Regions from separate parts of the Mus musculus genome. Here regions 2, 3, 4 and 5 are each linked to region 1. Evidence: chromatin contacts called from public HiChIP or PLAC-seq and promoter capture Hi-C data. All regions are on one chromosome and are shown on one strand. Each heading gives the region's core, a stretch centred on a gene start, on an enhancer-like site or on the middle of the called end of the contact. The rest is flanking DNA. Distances are from core to core; before and after follow the strand shown.

Region 1 (2,828 bases), core at 224-2,723:
GGGTGTGGAGGTCAGAGGTTAACCGTACAGCCGTTCTCTCCTTCCACCTTTACAGGGATCTACCTCAGGTAGTCAGGCTTGAGCAGAAAGCACCTTTACCACCTAAAGCCATCTCACTGGCCAATAACCAGGAAATTAAAAACAGATATTTTCCCCAAAAGATTATTTTATGCCAAGTAAAACAAGGGACTTGTGCCCTACAGAAACAGAATGCATAATTCATACTGTAAAAGCCTTAACTGAAAATTATTTAAACATCAAAGTAATCTGCCAACAGACTGATCACAAAGTGCAAGTTTGCTACAATTTAGTTGGGTGGAAAGAATGAACGTAACTCTACATTTTGGAAAACATGACTGTTTTGATATTGCAGACTGGTATGCTCTATCGACTAAACTTGCACAACTTTCCATCATCAGCATTTTTAAACATTGCCTATAAATCATACTGAATAAAACATGTAACTTTTTTGTTTAAAGATTTTAATAAACCTACAAGGACACGCCCTAAATAATATACTTAAATCAGATTTTAAGTCTCCACCCATTTCCAATTACTCCAGAGAGAAGGAGGGGGGAGGGGAAGAGAGAGAGGTAGTCATTTTAGGAAGATTCAGGAAAAAGAAGTACAGCCAGATCTGCATGCCGGCATGAAGGCCTAAGGATGATTTTAATGGAATGAGTTTTTGTTCATCACACTATAATTAGGCGTACTTAAATGTAGGAAAAGAAAAATGATTTTTTTAAAAATTACGACTATTACTCCATGAGTTCAGTCTAAATATGAATGATTTCAAATTCACGAATCCGCATATTTAAAAAAAAAATCTGTAAGCAGACATGTCAAATTTACAACAGTAAATAGCACGAATGGGACGGGGCACACGCAGAGAGGAAGAGCCTCAACGCCGACTTTATTCGAACCGTGTTCCGTTAACAACGTAGTGGAAGGACTAGAAACCACACATCAAACTGGTTGGTTTTTTTGCGGCGTTCCGGAAGTCCACAAATTTGCAAAAAAGTTAGCACCATTACTGTCCTTTTGTCTGCTTTATGCTGCCACCCAGGTGGCGGGGAGCGACAGCTGAGAAGCAGCACCGCACTCTCCCCAACCGCGAACAAAGCCATGCGGGGCGGCAGGGGTCCGCGGGCCGGCCCGGGACCAGAAGGGGCAGCGCCGGGTCCCCGCTCCCAGGCCCCCGCCGCCCGCGGGCCGCCGCGCACCGCCAACCGCCGCCGAGCAACGGCCACCCGCCCTGCCCGCCCCGCCCGCTCGCGCCGGCCCAGCCCACCTGTTGGTCGCACTCGGGGCACGATTTGGTGGCCATCTTCACTTTCTTGGCTCGAGTTGCAGACATGCTCCCCTCCTGAGCAGCGGTGGAAGCAGCGCCGTGCCTCCGCTGCTCCACACAGCGCGTCCTCACTCCAGCCGCGACCCAGCCGTGGAGGCGCGCGTGCGCGTGCGCGGGGCTGCGTGCGGGTTGGAGGAGGGGGGCGCCGCGGCCCTTCCAGGGAAGTCCCATCGCCACGCCCTCTAAGGCGGTGGACCGCTCGGGGGCGTGGCTCCGACGAGACTCCACCAACCAACGCACAGGTGGGCCGAGCCCTGGTGCTGGGCACGCCCCCTCGTCGGCCCCAGAACCAGAGCCTGAAATGGTTACTGGCAACGGAAAACCTCTCTGCAAATGTCAGCAATGCTAATCCGAGAGAAATTATAATAGACACTCGATGAAACCCCTAGGCTTCCAGCGTCAGGGGTATAAACTTCACTATTCATTAAATAATTGCCTACGATCCACTATTAAGCACACCGAATAAGAAATGTCTGCCTTCAAGGAACAGTCTACAAGGCTTTGTTTTTGGAGGGGGTGGAGAGGTTGGTCTGGTTTCATCTTGTGTATCACTGATACTGAGTAGTTTAAAATTAAAAGCAAATTATTTGAAAAGTGAAACAAAATGCTGTGCACTCCTATCATCCCAGCTTTCACTGCTCTTGTTCAGATCTACAGTGAGAGAGCAGAGAGATATTTTTAAACTGTAGTTTGATGAAGAAAGGAGCATGAGCTGGGTATAAAGTTGCAGAAAAGGGAGGGGTAACACACAGAGCATCTGCCATTGTTAAAGAGACTCCTCATACTCTGTACTATAGGAAAGGTATCTCAGGACAAAGACACTACCTGTCCAAAAAAAAAAAATCTAAACGTGTGAAAATGTAAAGTCAGTTAAAAGAAGTGTGTGTGTGAATAGAGTCCTTAACACAAGGGTTCCCCAATCCCAAATAACCCCCTAAGGAAGTCTCCAGGATCAGCCTTGAAGGGACACAAAACTTCTGCCACTTTGGATCAAAGGGAGCAGATGACATCTGGAGCTGACAGCATTATCTTGGGCTACTGGTCTTGCAAGTAAGAGAAATGTAATGTTCACTGCCTGGACACACACACGACCTTTACTCTCTCAAGAGGGCACACTAAGCCCGGTGTGGTGTCTGCACGCTTTTAATCCCAGCACTCAGGAGGCAGAGGCAGTCGGATTTCTGAGTTCGAGGCCAGCATGGTCTACAAAGTGAGTTCCAGGACAGCCAGAGCTATACAGAGAAACCCTATCTAAAAAAAAAGAAAAAAAGAAAGAAAAGAGGGCACACTAGGGAGATGGATCACAGGAAGAAAGAAAGTGGGCTTAGAGTTAGTGATTTTTCTGTATCAGCTGGGGTCAGAACTCACAGTCCTGTTTGATTGCCAAGTTGGAAAAGAATTGACACACGAATGTGGGTGGAGGGCAGGGAATTACTGTTCCATGCCACTAAATTCCTGGAACAAGACAGAGGCCTTT
Region 2 (2,828 bases), core at 178-2,677, 500 kb before region 1:
AGTGTGACTCCTGTGCAGCTCTGTGAGGTTTGTGTCAGCTATAGCCTGATAGTCAACGGTGATACCACTGGTGACCCTGAATGTCTGTGTCCTTGAGTCTGCCCATAGCATTCACATGCGGCATCCACTGTATGAGATCTACACTGAATGACACTAGTGTGTCATGTATGTTCTCTGTGTGATGGTACATCCTTCTGTGTGGGTGATGCAGTGGGAAACACAGCTTGTTCATGACTGTGTAACTCCAGCATGGTGCATGAAGGCAGAAAGCTGCAGATGTGCCGATGTCAGTTGGGGTTATCAGCATGAGAGATGCTGGCTGTGTGTGTTCAACATCTACTGTGTGTGGATTTAACACCCTGTGACAACGGGTGCATCCAAGCATGCAGCCATGTACCACACGGGTATCTGCTATGTGATTGTGTGTCCCTGCTTTTGCAGGAGTCCCTATGTCTGTTTATCTTGGTGTCAATGTGACACAGATGCTGTGATGTTGTTAGGCGTATGGTTGTCTCATTCTGAAATTGGATCTATGTATCTTGGATGGGAACGTTGTTTTGGTGGGTAGTCATGCGTGTGACATTTTACTAGGAGAACACGATGTGTGTGTGCGCGTGTGTGTCTGTGTGTGACACGGGAGGTGACCCTATTTGTGCATGGCTTTGACCTGTGGCTGAGTATATGCGGTGCCTCCCAGTGTATGGGAGTCACTAGGGTTGTATGTGTGTGGTCATGTTCTGTGTGACGCTGTGTCACTATTTTCAGTGTGAGGATGTGTTCGAGTTGGGAGGCTTCTTGCAGTGATAAAGACCCCCCCTTCCTCTGCCTAGCAGCTGGGTAAGAAGAGCCCCCACTCGCTCTAGCCCCCTCGCTCTCAGCCGCAGTGACTGAGCATATTAGCTTGTCCAAGAGCACGCAGATGGGGGCGGGGGGGAACCAAGCTGCGGCTATTGTTCTGAGGGTGCCAAGGCCCCCCTCCCCGCATTCCCCTACCCCCACCAGGCCGCCTGAGCCCACAGCGTCTGCAAACAAAGGCGCTGCAACCCCCCGCAGGCACGACCCCTTTCCCCATCTCAGGCCTTTTCAGTCTCCCCCCGCAGCACGCCCCGCACTGTCCGCGTTTAACCCCATCCCCTGCGGGAGGGCACAGCGCGGACACCTCTGGCGCAGCTGGACAGCTAGCAGCATCCCGGCCCCGCCCTGCCGCAGCAGCCGGCAGGGTGGCTTCACCCGGAGGTCCCGGACAGGGTCTAGGGGTTGGGGGTCTACCTCTTGGTGCGGCGAAACATGCTGCCGCCGGGGAAGGAGGGCATCGAGAAATTGGAAAGCGCGGTCCAGAGAGAGTCAGACATGACCCGGCGGCGGCGACATGGTGGCAGGTGCGGCGGCAGCAGCAGCAGAGGCAGCGGCAGCGGCAGCGCGGGGAGCGAGTGTGCTGGGCGGAGGCTGGAGCCGCAGCAGCGGCCAGGGGAAGGCGGGGGAGGGGAGGGCCCTGTTGCTGCAGCCAGTCGCGAGGGGGCGCTGCGGGGTGTCGCCGCGCGAGGCCCCGCCCGTGTGCACGCCTGATGCCCTACCTGGGGGCCTCATCCCAATGCACCTCTCCCCCAAGGCTCACCTGCTGCTTTTCCGGGGCAGGGGTAAATCCTTCTGGAAGAAAAGGGGGTAAAAAAGATGAAGGTCAGCGTGGACAGTGGCCACTGCCCACGATGCCTCTCCGTTCACCTGAGCTTCATCAGCATCACCATGTCACCCTTGCCTTCCTGATTCCTCTCCCGATTCCCAGTAACCAAAACAGGCTCAATTACACAAGAAATAGACCCAACTGGGCATCTAAAAACAAGTTCATGCAAATAAAGTTTTACTTGGCTTTTTTTTTTTTTTTTTTTTTTTTTTTTGGTTTTTCGAGGCAGGGTTTCTCTGTCTAGCTCTGGCTGTCTTGGAACTCACTTTGTAGACCAGACTGGCCTTCTTGAACTCAGAAATCCGCCTGCCTCTGCCTCACAAGTGCTGGGATTAAAGGCGTGCGCCACCACCGCCCTACTTACTTGGCTTTTTGACAAGACAGAATCTCATATATCTCAGGATGGCTTGGAGCTCATTACGTCACACATGCTGCCCTCCAACTGAGATAGTGCTGCCTCACCTTCCAAATGTTCAGATCACAACTGTGAGCCTCCACGACAGTGTTTGTAAAACATTGTCCTTTGTTCCGGACAGGGTCTCAGGAAGTCCAGGCTGGCTTTGAACTTGCTGAGTAGCTGAGGGGTAACCTTGATCATCTGATTCTGCCTACAGGTTCTCTGCACTGATGTCACAGGCATGTTCCACCCTCCACCACACCCTGTTTATCAGCCAAGCTTTTGTGCAGTGCGCTCTCCCAATTGAACTATACCCTAAACCGAAAAATTCTCTCTCTCTCTCTCTCTCTCTCTCTCTCTCTCTCTCTCTCTCTCTTTCTTTGTTTTGTTTTTTGAGACAAGTTTTCTCTGTGTAACCCTGGCTGTTCTGGAACTCACTCTGTAGACCAGTCTGGCCTTGAACTCAGAAATTCACCTGCCTCTGCCTCCCAAGTGCTGGGATTAAAGGCGTGTGACACCACTGCCTGGCTTGAGGATCTAGTGACCAAGAAGCTTGGTGACTTGAGGTATATTCCTAAGACCCACATTGTGTAAGGCAAGCAACATTCCAAGAGAAAGCTACTTACTTCCACACTCATGCTGACACACACATGCATGCGAACACATGGACACACACATACTGAGAGAGGGGGAGAGAGAGAGAGAAGAAATTTTGAAAGAAAGCAGGGTTGGAGATATAGCTCAGCGGTT
Region 3 (2,828 bases), core at 155-2,654, 440 kb before region 1:
TCTGGAAGCACACTCCCTTCTATACCTTTCCACAGGGTCTCAGGGACTGGAATCAGGAAAACAAGGCGTGAGGGTCTGTGGAAGTGTGAATCAGCCTCCAAGGCTCTCTGGTGTGTGCAGCTGAGAGTTTGAGTGGGTTGCAACCGAGTGTCTGTAGTAGATTAACAACTCTAGTAAGATAGAGGGCGGGTGGCTGATGTCGCTGGGCTCACCCAACCAGGACAGGGTCGCTGGACTGGATCCCGGCTCATTGCCTGGATGGAAGCAGAACATTATCCCCCTCCGAACTGAACCCGCCCCAAAGCAGAGCCGGCTCCACTCCTCCCTCTGGGCACATTTAATAGCCTCTAATTACAGCACATTACCCCACCCGCCAGAGAGGGGAGGGGCTACTAGTGGACCCAGGGGTCAAAGGGCGTGGTCTGGGCTTTACCCCTGGCGTCAAAGCCCGTGTACTTTGTAGCCGCTGTTTACTCATTTGCAAAGCGGCGGATTAAAAAAAAATTAAATAAAAAAATTAAATAATACAGTTTCTAAAATTAAGAAACAAAACCTGGGAATTAAAGTAGCCCTTGTCTCCTAGGGTCGTGGAAAACATTCAATTGTCTGTAGATATATAGCTTATTGTAAAGTCTGAAAACAGTAAGCACTCCACAAATGATGTCTTGAGACTTTATTGTCAAAAAATTCTAAGCTCTCTGCGCTCCCCTAAACCGGCTCAACCGGTGGACGCACCCTTTTCCCAGAAGGATGCGTTCCTACGTTCTGCGCGCCCCCTGGTGGGCTTCAGATCACCCGCAGCTTTGGCCAGGTCGAGTGTTTTTTAGGGCAGGAAGGTGCTCAAAGCACCCGGGGCCGGGAAGGAGCAGAGTAGCTCGCAGGAAAGAGACCCCGGGCTGGGCAAGTGCTATGTCCTTTACTCAGGACATACTTGACCCTTCCTGCTCCCAACCATACCCGAGTTTTCAGAAGGACTCCAGCCAGAATCACTTCTCTGGGGAAGACGCTTTTAAGATCCTCTCACTCCACGACTACAGGATTTATAATTATTCTCTGCGCCCACATTAAGAAAGGCTCAGATCATAACGCGGCTAAACCGGAGGATTTCTTTCAGCTTTGGGGGGGAACCATTAAAGTGCCTGTGAAACTGGGTGCGGTAGATCCGCCTTAAAAGGATCTTGAGGACCACTCCACTACATAAAGAGAAGCCGCGAGGAGTGGAGGTCACCAGCAGCAGGACTGAGCCAGACTGACACCTAGCGGCAGAATGTGCACTTGCCTATGTCCCGCATCTAAGATGGCGAGGCAAGTGTTTGCAATGGGAGATCACGTGTCTGGGGCGGAGCCTATGGCTAGGGGGCGGGGTGGAGCGGGGCGGCGCTCTAGGCCGAGCGGGAGGTCTGGGCTTCGGGCGCTCGCTGGTGGCGGACCCGGAGGCTGCTGCTGCGTGCCGGGGCTCCTTGGCCCGGATCGAATTCGATCCGGAGCCATGAGTGTGGACAAGGCCGAGCTATGCGGGTCTCTGCTCACCTGGGTAGGTCGGGGGGCGGGGCTGGGTCAGGTGTGCGCCCTCTCCTCTCGTCCTGTCTTGGTCTTCTTTCCTCGGTTTTGGACCTGGAAGGAGGAATAGATCGTAGGCTTGCTGGGCCGTTGGACTCTGACCTGACCACCTGCGTCTGTCACGTGGGCAGGCCTGAGCGAAAAGACCAGGTGAGGCCACGCCCCTCTGGAGGGCACAGGCCTGGTCACATGTTAGCAGTGGGGACCAGGTGACTGGTGGTAACGCCCTGACCTAGGTTTGCAGGGTTTGCCAGGATAGGTAAAATGAAGCCACGCCCCGTCCTTGCCTAGGCGTGTAGAAGTCACGCCCCCGAAGATGTGATATGTTGGTGCTACAGGCTAATGCCTTTCTAACCCCGTGAAATGTCTGATGGCTGGGGAAAAAGTCTGCAATTCCAGGTCCTCAATTTTCCTGTTGCCCTTCCGTCTTCCCCCTTTAGTTGCAGACGTTCCAAGTTTCACCCCCCTGTGCCAGTCCCCAGGACCTGAGCAGCGGACTCGCCATAGCCCATGTGCTGAATCAGATGTGAGTGTGGCGGCTGAGTGGGAGGATCCTGAAGGGCTCCCCAGCCTGCTCATCCCATCTTTCTGCCCCTAGAGACCCTTCCTGGTTCAACAACGAATGGCTCCAGGGCATCTCAGAGGACTCAAGCCCCAGCTGGAGGTTGAAGGTGACAGGTGGACTCATGACTAGGGAATAACTAGAGGACTTAAGGAGGTGAAGGCAAAGGGAAAGCTAGATACATGTCCTGTGCGATGGACAGGCAGTCTTGTCAGGAAGAGAGCCAGATGTCTGGTGATCAGCAAGCTATTTTTGTTTATATTGAGCACCCACAATAGGACAAAAAAACTTGCCACCATTCTTATGATGTGGGCAAAAGCACACACACAACACATGTTAACTTCCAAGAGGTGTGCTGGCAAATGCTTGTAATCCCAGCTATGGTGGTGTGTTAATACAGGAGGGTGGTAAACCATCCATCATCCCGTCTCAAAACCTTTAAAAGGCCAGGGATATAGTTGGCAAAAGAGAATTTGCTCACCCTACACAAGGTCCTGAGTTCAATCCCAAGTAGCAGGGTATGCTGGGTGGGGGGTGGGAGGGGGGATGGGCAGGGGTAGCCAGACCATGTGGCACACATGGAGTCCCAGTACTTAGCAAGCCAGAGGATCAGGACATCAAGGTTATCTTGGGTGGCTACACAGTAAGTTAGAACTCATTCTGAGCCACATGACACACTGCTTCAAGAAACAAAACTGGGCTGGAA
Region 4 (2,828 bases), core at 99-2,598, 420 kb before region 1:
CCACCACACCCAGCTTTGGAGGTTAGATTTGAGTCTTAGAGGGGTAGGAATGGGGGTCTCCAAGAAGCATGGATGGAAAACAGATTTCTCCCTTACGTAGGAATAAGATTCTCAGGGGGCCCAACCTCACCAAGTACGAAAGAGACGGGGATGAGGCTGGCGTACTGGTCGCAGTATATGACAAGCTTCTCGAAGTAGCGCTTCTGCTCTTCTGCCAGTAAGAAGCTGTGGGGTAGGGAATGCAGTAGCTACAGGTCTCCCCTCCACTCCCAGTCCCTTCCGCAGGGCTCAGATCCCCAGCCCCAACTCCAGGTCTTCTCACCGATAGGCGGCGCTTAGTGCCATGTAGAGTCCCAGGAAACATAACAGCTCTCGCCACAGGAGCTTGTAGATGCTTCCGCGCCACAGCAGCAGCAGCTGCGAGAAGCCACCGAAGCGGGCATTCGCCACTCTGGCTGTGTAGGTGACGGTCATCGCTGCGCCTGGCCAGTGTGGCCAATGGAGAAGGTTTTAGCCTGGGTCCGGGCCTGTGAGCCAAGGGAAGATGCTGGGAGGGGCTGATCCTGGGGCTTTCAGTTGAAGGTGGAGGTGCGGGCGACAGCGCAGCAGGTGATGATATCCAATGTCTCAGCACCCTAGCACCTCGTTGCCCTAGGGCGGTCCTCACTCCCGTCCTGGTACCACCCTACCCCAACCCCCAAACGCCCCCCCCCTTTTCCCGGGTCCTGGCCCTTTCTCGAGTTCCCATCTCCCAGTCTTGCTCTGCCTTCCTTCTCTAGACTGATGGTCCAAGCCCCTTGGACTTTATCTTAGGTCCCTCACTCCTAAACCTTTGGATGAATCTAGTCACTTTTTGACCTTCCTCCCACACACCCTCCTATCCCTTTCACCTGTACAACACTCAATCTTTTTGACTTCCTGAGTCTTCAGTTTCTAATCCTCAGGGTTCAATATCCCCCCTCTTGTTGCCCACTCTCCCAAGTTTGGCTTTCTCTCTGTCCTCTCTTGAGACTACAGTCTGCCCCGGCAGAACTACTATCCCCCTCATATTCAGAACTGCTCTGAATGGCGTCTCTAAAGCTCCGGCTCCCCAGTCTGTCCAGCAGCCTCCCTTCCTCTGACAAGGAACCAGCTTACCCCAATGCCCATTTAATCCCCCAGCTCCGACACCTCCAGGCCTTCTTCAGATTCTCCTTTACCTTTCTTCCTTTTGTGCTGCCCCTCCTAGCCTTCCACTCTGCCCCTCTCTCTCCAGGAGTCCTGCCCAAAGCCTGCCAGTCCAGGGCCATTTATTCTCCCAGACCTGGCCCTTCTCACCTGTGGCCGTACAGGGACACAAGGGACAGAGACTAAAAGGGAGGGTGTCTTCAGTATTGGGTGGGGCTGAAGCCAGACTGTTTGGGAAGGAGCTGGGGAGTGGGCGTGGGCAGCCCCTCCCAAGTCCATCCCCTTTAGTTGAGTTACAGCCTCAGAACTTTGTTTGGAGAAGGTCTGCCAGTTTGTCTCCTGGGCAGGGGGGTGGGGTTGGGTGGGGTAGTGGTAGTGTGTGTGTGTGTGTGTGTGTGTGTGTGTGTGTGTGTGTGTGTGTGTGTGTGGTCTGCCTTGTACTTTTTTGCTCCTCTTTGTATCCCTCCCTCCTAGGGAGAAGGTCCAAGGTATCTGGAACCTAGAGCTGAAAAAGCGGGAAGGAGAAGGTCTCTCTCTCTCTCTCACACACACACACACACACACACACCCCACATCCACAGCCCAGCAAGACTGGGTCACCCTTCAGTTTCCTGTGGTCTCAAGCTGTCACAAAGATGCACATCACATTGTAGACCCAGACACACATTTTGCTTCCCTTACCACAGTGGCAATCTACACTGTCACAGAGACTTTCAAGGTCAGCCAGGAATGCTGGCAGCTAAAGGCAGGAGGACTGTCATGAGTTCCATGCTACCCTGGGTTACAGAATGAGACGGAGTCCCACAAACCCAACAGATGGAGAGGTGGCTCAGTGGTTGAGTGTATATTGCTTCTGTAGAATTTGTCCCCCACACCCAGTCTGGTAGCTCACAACCACCTTTACCTCCAGCTGCAGGGGACCCAAGGGCACCTGTACCCAAGTGCACATATCCCAACCCAGGCAGAGACACATATAGACAGAAATGAAAAAGTACATGTGGTGACTAAGAACTCAAACTGCCTGTACTTTCAGAATTTGGTACCTATACCCCTACTGTTGCTTACAAGTGTCTAAAACCCCAGTTCTAGACTTTTTTTTTTTTTTTTTTTTGAGACAGGGTTTCTCTGTGTAGTAGTCCTGGCTATCCAGGAACTCACTCTGTAGACCAGGCTGGTCATGAACTCAGAGATCTACCTGTCTTTGCCTCTCAAGTGCATCAACACCACCCAGCTTGAAATAAATATTTTTTAAAAAACCCAATAGAGAAAAGAAGTCAAAGACACCTCCAAACTCACACGAGAAATAAATGTGGGAGCACCTCTCTCAAAATAGTGGGATAGTCCTAGGGTCAGAGGAGGAACTTGGGGGTTCCTGACATTTGCTAACGTAGTGAAGGCATATTTGCAAGGACTATAGGTGTAGCTTAACAGCAAAAGACTTGTCAAGCATTTGTAAAGCCCTAGACAACATCCCTAGCATCAACAGGGATCCTTACTACAGTTTCATCAACTAAAACCCCAGTGACACCCACCCATTTGTACATTAATATATGGAGGCAGGCATGGTGGCATATGCCCATAATTCAAGCATTTGGGAGGCTATGTATGCAAAGACATCCTAAGCTACATAGTTAGGCCCTGTCTAAAATTTAAAATAGAGA
Region 5 (2,828 bases), core at 149-2,648, 410 kb after region 1:
CGCTTAATCAAGCACAGGATATCTTCAATGTCTCTGTATCTAGTTTGGATAGATTAGCTACAGACTTTGAGTATTCTTGCAATGTGGGTAATCATTCAAATAGAGGAAAAACCATCCAGGTCTTATAAGAGGTTCTGGGGTCCTGGAAAGAGCACTCAAAAGACCTTGTCAGGATCCTGCCAGTCAGCTTTGTAGGGGCTTTAAACTTTATTCATGGCCTTGGTCCTTAACCACCAACCGATGCACTTGGTCAGCATCAGACATTTTTTCTTTTAAGGCTTAATGTGGTTAATGAACTTTCAATGGCAAGTTGGATGAAGACTATAGCAGTACTCAAGATGAGGAGGGGCCAGATGTACACTAAGCTAAGGCACCTTATGCTGGAGAAGTCTGAAGTTTGAGAATGTATGACCAAGGAGGCACTGCGTTTATCAGCAGTTAACAACAACAGAGGCTGGTGTGAGTGGTGGAGAATTTGGTGCCTGAGGAAGGCACAGTGCCTTTAAAGATCTTAACACAAGGAAGGGCAGAATTAGTAGGAGGTGAAGGCAGAACATCTCTCACAAGAAACTGTCAGCTTGCATGTTTTCTCATCAAAGGGGGTGGAAGATTGGAAAAAAGACGGGAAAGCAAATGCTTAGACCAGAAACCAAGGTTCTTAGAAATCTGGAAGACCTTTGGCAGGCAGGTGATCATTCGCCATATGAAGGCTAGAGGTTTCTAGATGAAGGGAGGTTGGTGTGTTCTTAAGGGTTGGGCTGATGGTCAAGCCGCGGGGTTACTGAGTTAGGACCGAGGGTTGATAAAAACAGGGGAAAGCTGTCCCTGTGCTGAAGATAAAGGGAGAGCCAGAAGACTGGGAAATGCAAGAGGTAGGGTAACAGGAATCAGGGGGCGTGGGTACACCGGGAGGGGCAGACAGAGGAGGGCCGGCAAGCACTGACTTTCCCGCAGCACGAAGAGGTCCGTCTGTTTGTCGGAGTTGAGGTCACCGAAGGCCGCCAGGGTGCCCCAGGCCTCAGCCCCAAAGAGCTCGGCCGTGACGTTGTGCAGAGCCCGCGCCGGGGCAGGCCCAACGCTCAGCAGCGCGAGCCCCAAGAACAGCGGGGCCAGCACCGCCCTGGCGCTAGGAAGCCGGCCTGCCGCCATGGCGCCTTCGGCCCGGCCGGCCTCCGCCGCGCTTGACGGCAGCCGCAAAGCACCGTGCGACTGACCGGCCGACCGAGAAAAGACTCGGGGTGCGGCCTCACGGGCAGCCCCTCGCTGCACTCTCACGCTGCCCTGGGGCTGTTTCTCCGACGACCAAGACGCCGAGGAGCTAGGGCGGCGTCTGCCCGGGAACTCACTTCCGGCTGTCGTGCCTCCCGACAGTGTCGCGCGAGGGGGCGGGGCCGGGCCGGCCTCGCTGACTGGCAGCTGGGGTGGTGGGCACTGTGCGATGGCGGGGGCTGAGGGACTCATGGCTGAAGTAAGCTGGAAGCTCTTGGAACGAAGAGCCCGGGCCAAGCGCTCAGGTTTGACTGCCTGTGACCACAACCTTCCCCCTCCTGGGTACAGGGGGTGGTGCTCCTCCGCAAGTCCCCTGGAGGGAGGCAGGTGGGATCTGTCCTGGGGATCAACTTGCTTCCTTAAGTTGGCTCCAGAAAGCAATAGGTTTCTCTTGCTGCCCTGCTCTTGTCCATCTTGGTCCCCATTCCCCAATCCCTGCACTTCCCCCATTTAGATAACGTCTGTCTTTCTCCCCCAAGTTATTTCCTCTCCAAAGTTAGTGATAAGCTGACTTCTCCAGAAACTTTGCCGAGTAAGTCAGCTAGTGACAAGTTCTTTGGAACCTGAACGCTCTTGCTCTGCAAAAAGTAGACCTCCATTTTTAGTGAGGTCCTAAAGAGCTGGCGACTACTTTTGTCTCATATGCCCCCTTCACATTCCTCAGTAATTTTTAGCTGCAGCCAGTTCTGTGTGTCAGAAATTGAGGAAGACGGTTTGTGCCACAAGTTAAGTTAGTGTACAGTTATGACTCAGAATGAAATTGGCCCCTTCCCTAGCCAAATGGTCCCACCACCTGTAGCTTCTAGTTGTGGTTCCCAACCACGGAGATTAAAAAGCCAGCAGTCCGAGTGTCCTGAACTGACTTGTTCAAATTGCAAAGTCACACTGGCGTTTTAAAAGTTAGTACTCCTGATTAATAACTTTCCAGAGAGCCAGCAGTGAAACTGCCACTTTTGAAATTGGATACAATCTTGGGGGAAAAAATGTGTCCTTAAACACGAGAGGTGGGGGACAAGAAATGTTCAACCAAGAACCTTTCCCTTGTCAAAGATTGACGAAAGATTGTAGAAAAGTACTGTATTTGTTAAAGTATTGCCAATTTCATTCCATTTGAAATCTTAAAATTTTTGTGTGTTTATTTACTTAGGACTTAGGGTTGTAATGGAACAAACACATGAAAAGTAAGAGAAATTTTTAGAAAGCAGTTGACTCAAGTTCAGAGTCAGTAGAATTATTTGAAACAGTTGTAGGGATATTTGTTGCTTATATTTTCTTTTATTGTGTCATATAGAAATTTTGAGTTGGTTATTAACACTGTTGCTGTGGGAATAGAAAAAGTGCTATTAGGTTGTTCTGGGCAAAGAGAATAACTAGTCTTTTGCCAGGGTCTTTAACCGTCCTCTCAACCCCCAACATGTATTTTTGCAACACAGTTTTGCAACATAGTAATCCTATAGGGTCTATTTTCTCTTCAAGTCTTTATTTTACTCAAATATATGTCACAACAGCAAGTGTTGAAAACCGTATTTTTCTTAATAGGGTAAATTCTGCTTAACTAT

Evidence for each region. Promoter capture Hi-C pulls out the DNA fragments that hold promoters and counts their contacts. HiChIP or PLAC-seq counts read pairs in DNA pulled down with a chosen protein or histone mark.
Region 2: a contact with region 1 is called in a promoter capture Hi-C map of pre-B cells. The contact joins the promoter of Mast1 here to the promoter of 4921524J17Rik in region 1. A contact is called at or near these places in 4 of 39 promoter capture datasets (cranial neural crest, frontonasal cranial neural crest, pre-B cells and 1 more).
Region 3: an H3K4me3 HiChIP or PLAC-seq map of stem cell-derived neural progenitor cells shows a contact between it and region 1, with 3 times the contacts expected there. The contact joins the promoter of Hook2 here to the promoter of 4921524J17Rik in region 1. A contact is called at or near these places in 2 of 484 Hi-C or Micro-C datasets (embryonic stem cells and pre-B cells) and 3 of 115 datasets of contacts at active chromatin or transcription factors (embryonic stem cells, extraembryonic endoderm stem cells and stem cell-derived neural progenitor cells).
Region 4: a contact with region 1 is called in a promoter capture Hi-C map of erythroid cells, with 6 times the contacts expected there. The contact joins the promoter of Best2 here to the promoter of 4921524J17Rik in region 1. A contact is called at or near these places in 16 of 39 promoter capture datasets (the 3T3-L1 cell line, the C10 cell line, the HPC-7 cell line and 11 more), 1 of 484 Hi-C or Micro-C datasets (muscle stem cells) and 7 of 115 datasets of contacts at active chromatin or transcription factors (the 230-238 cell line, the SCID.adh cell line, bone marrow-derived macrophages and 3 more).
Region 5: a contact with region 1 is called in a promoter capture Hi-C map of liver. The contact joins the promoter of Phkb here to the promoter of 4921524J17Rik in region 1. A contact is called at or near these places in 3 of 39 promoter capture datasets (the HPC-7 cell line and liver), 2 of 484 Hi-C or Micro-C datasets (LSK cells and embryonic stem cells), 2 of 115 datasets of contacts at active chromatin or transcription factors (the SCID.adh cell line and astrocytes) and 2 of 9 other capture datasets (adipose tissue and macrophages).

Annotation. Positions count from the first base shown.
Region 1 is chr8:85,431,368-85,434,195 of GRCm38.p6, forward strand. It overlaps 4921524J17Rik (RIKEN cDNA 4921524J17 gene), which reads right to left and starts at 1,474. Exons shown (of 4, transcript NM_025722.3): 1 at 1,292-1,474. The coding sequence starts at 1,357.
Region 2 is chr8:84,935,926-84,938,753 of GRCm38.p6, forward strand. It overlaps Mast1 (microtubule associated serine/threonine kinase 1), which reads right to left and starts at 1,428. Exons shown (of 26, transcript NM_019945.2): 1 at 1,270-1,428. The coding sequence starts at 1,352.
Region 3 is chr8:84,989,219-84,992,046 of GRCm38.p6, forward strand. It overlaps Hook2 (hook microtubule tethering protein 2), which reads left to right and starts at 1,405. Exons shown (of 21, transcript NM_001372357.1): 1 at 1,405-1,534; 2 at 2,001-2,086; 3 at 2,159-2,231. The coding sequence starts at 1,490.
Region 4 is chr8:85,013,060-85,015,887 of GRCm38.p6, forward strand. It overlaps Best2 (bestrophin 2), which reads right to left and starts at 1,349. Exons shown (of 10, transcript NM_001130194.1): 1 at 1,318-1,349; 2 at 323-527; 3 at 131-225. The coding sequence starts at 474.
Region 5 is chr8:85,839,590-85,842,417 of GRCm38.p6, forward strand. Phkb (phosphorylase kinase beta) reads left to right here and starts at 1,399. Exons shown (of 32, transcript NM_199446.2): 1 at 1,399-1,514. It overlaps Itfg1 (integrin alpha FG-GAP repeat containing 1), which reads right to left and starts at 1,360. Exons shown (of 18, transcript NM_028007.3): 1 at 945-1,360. The coding sequence starts at 1,149.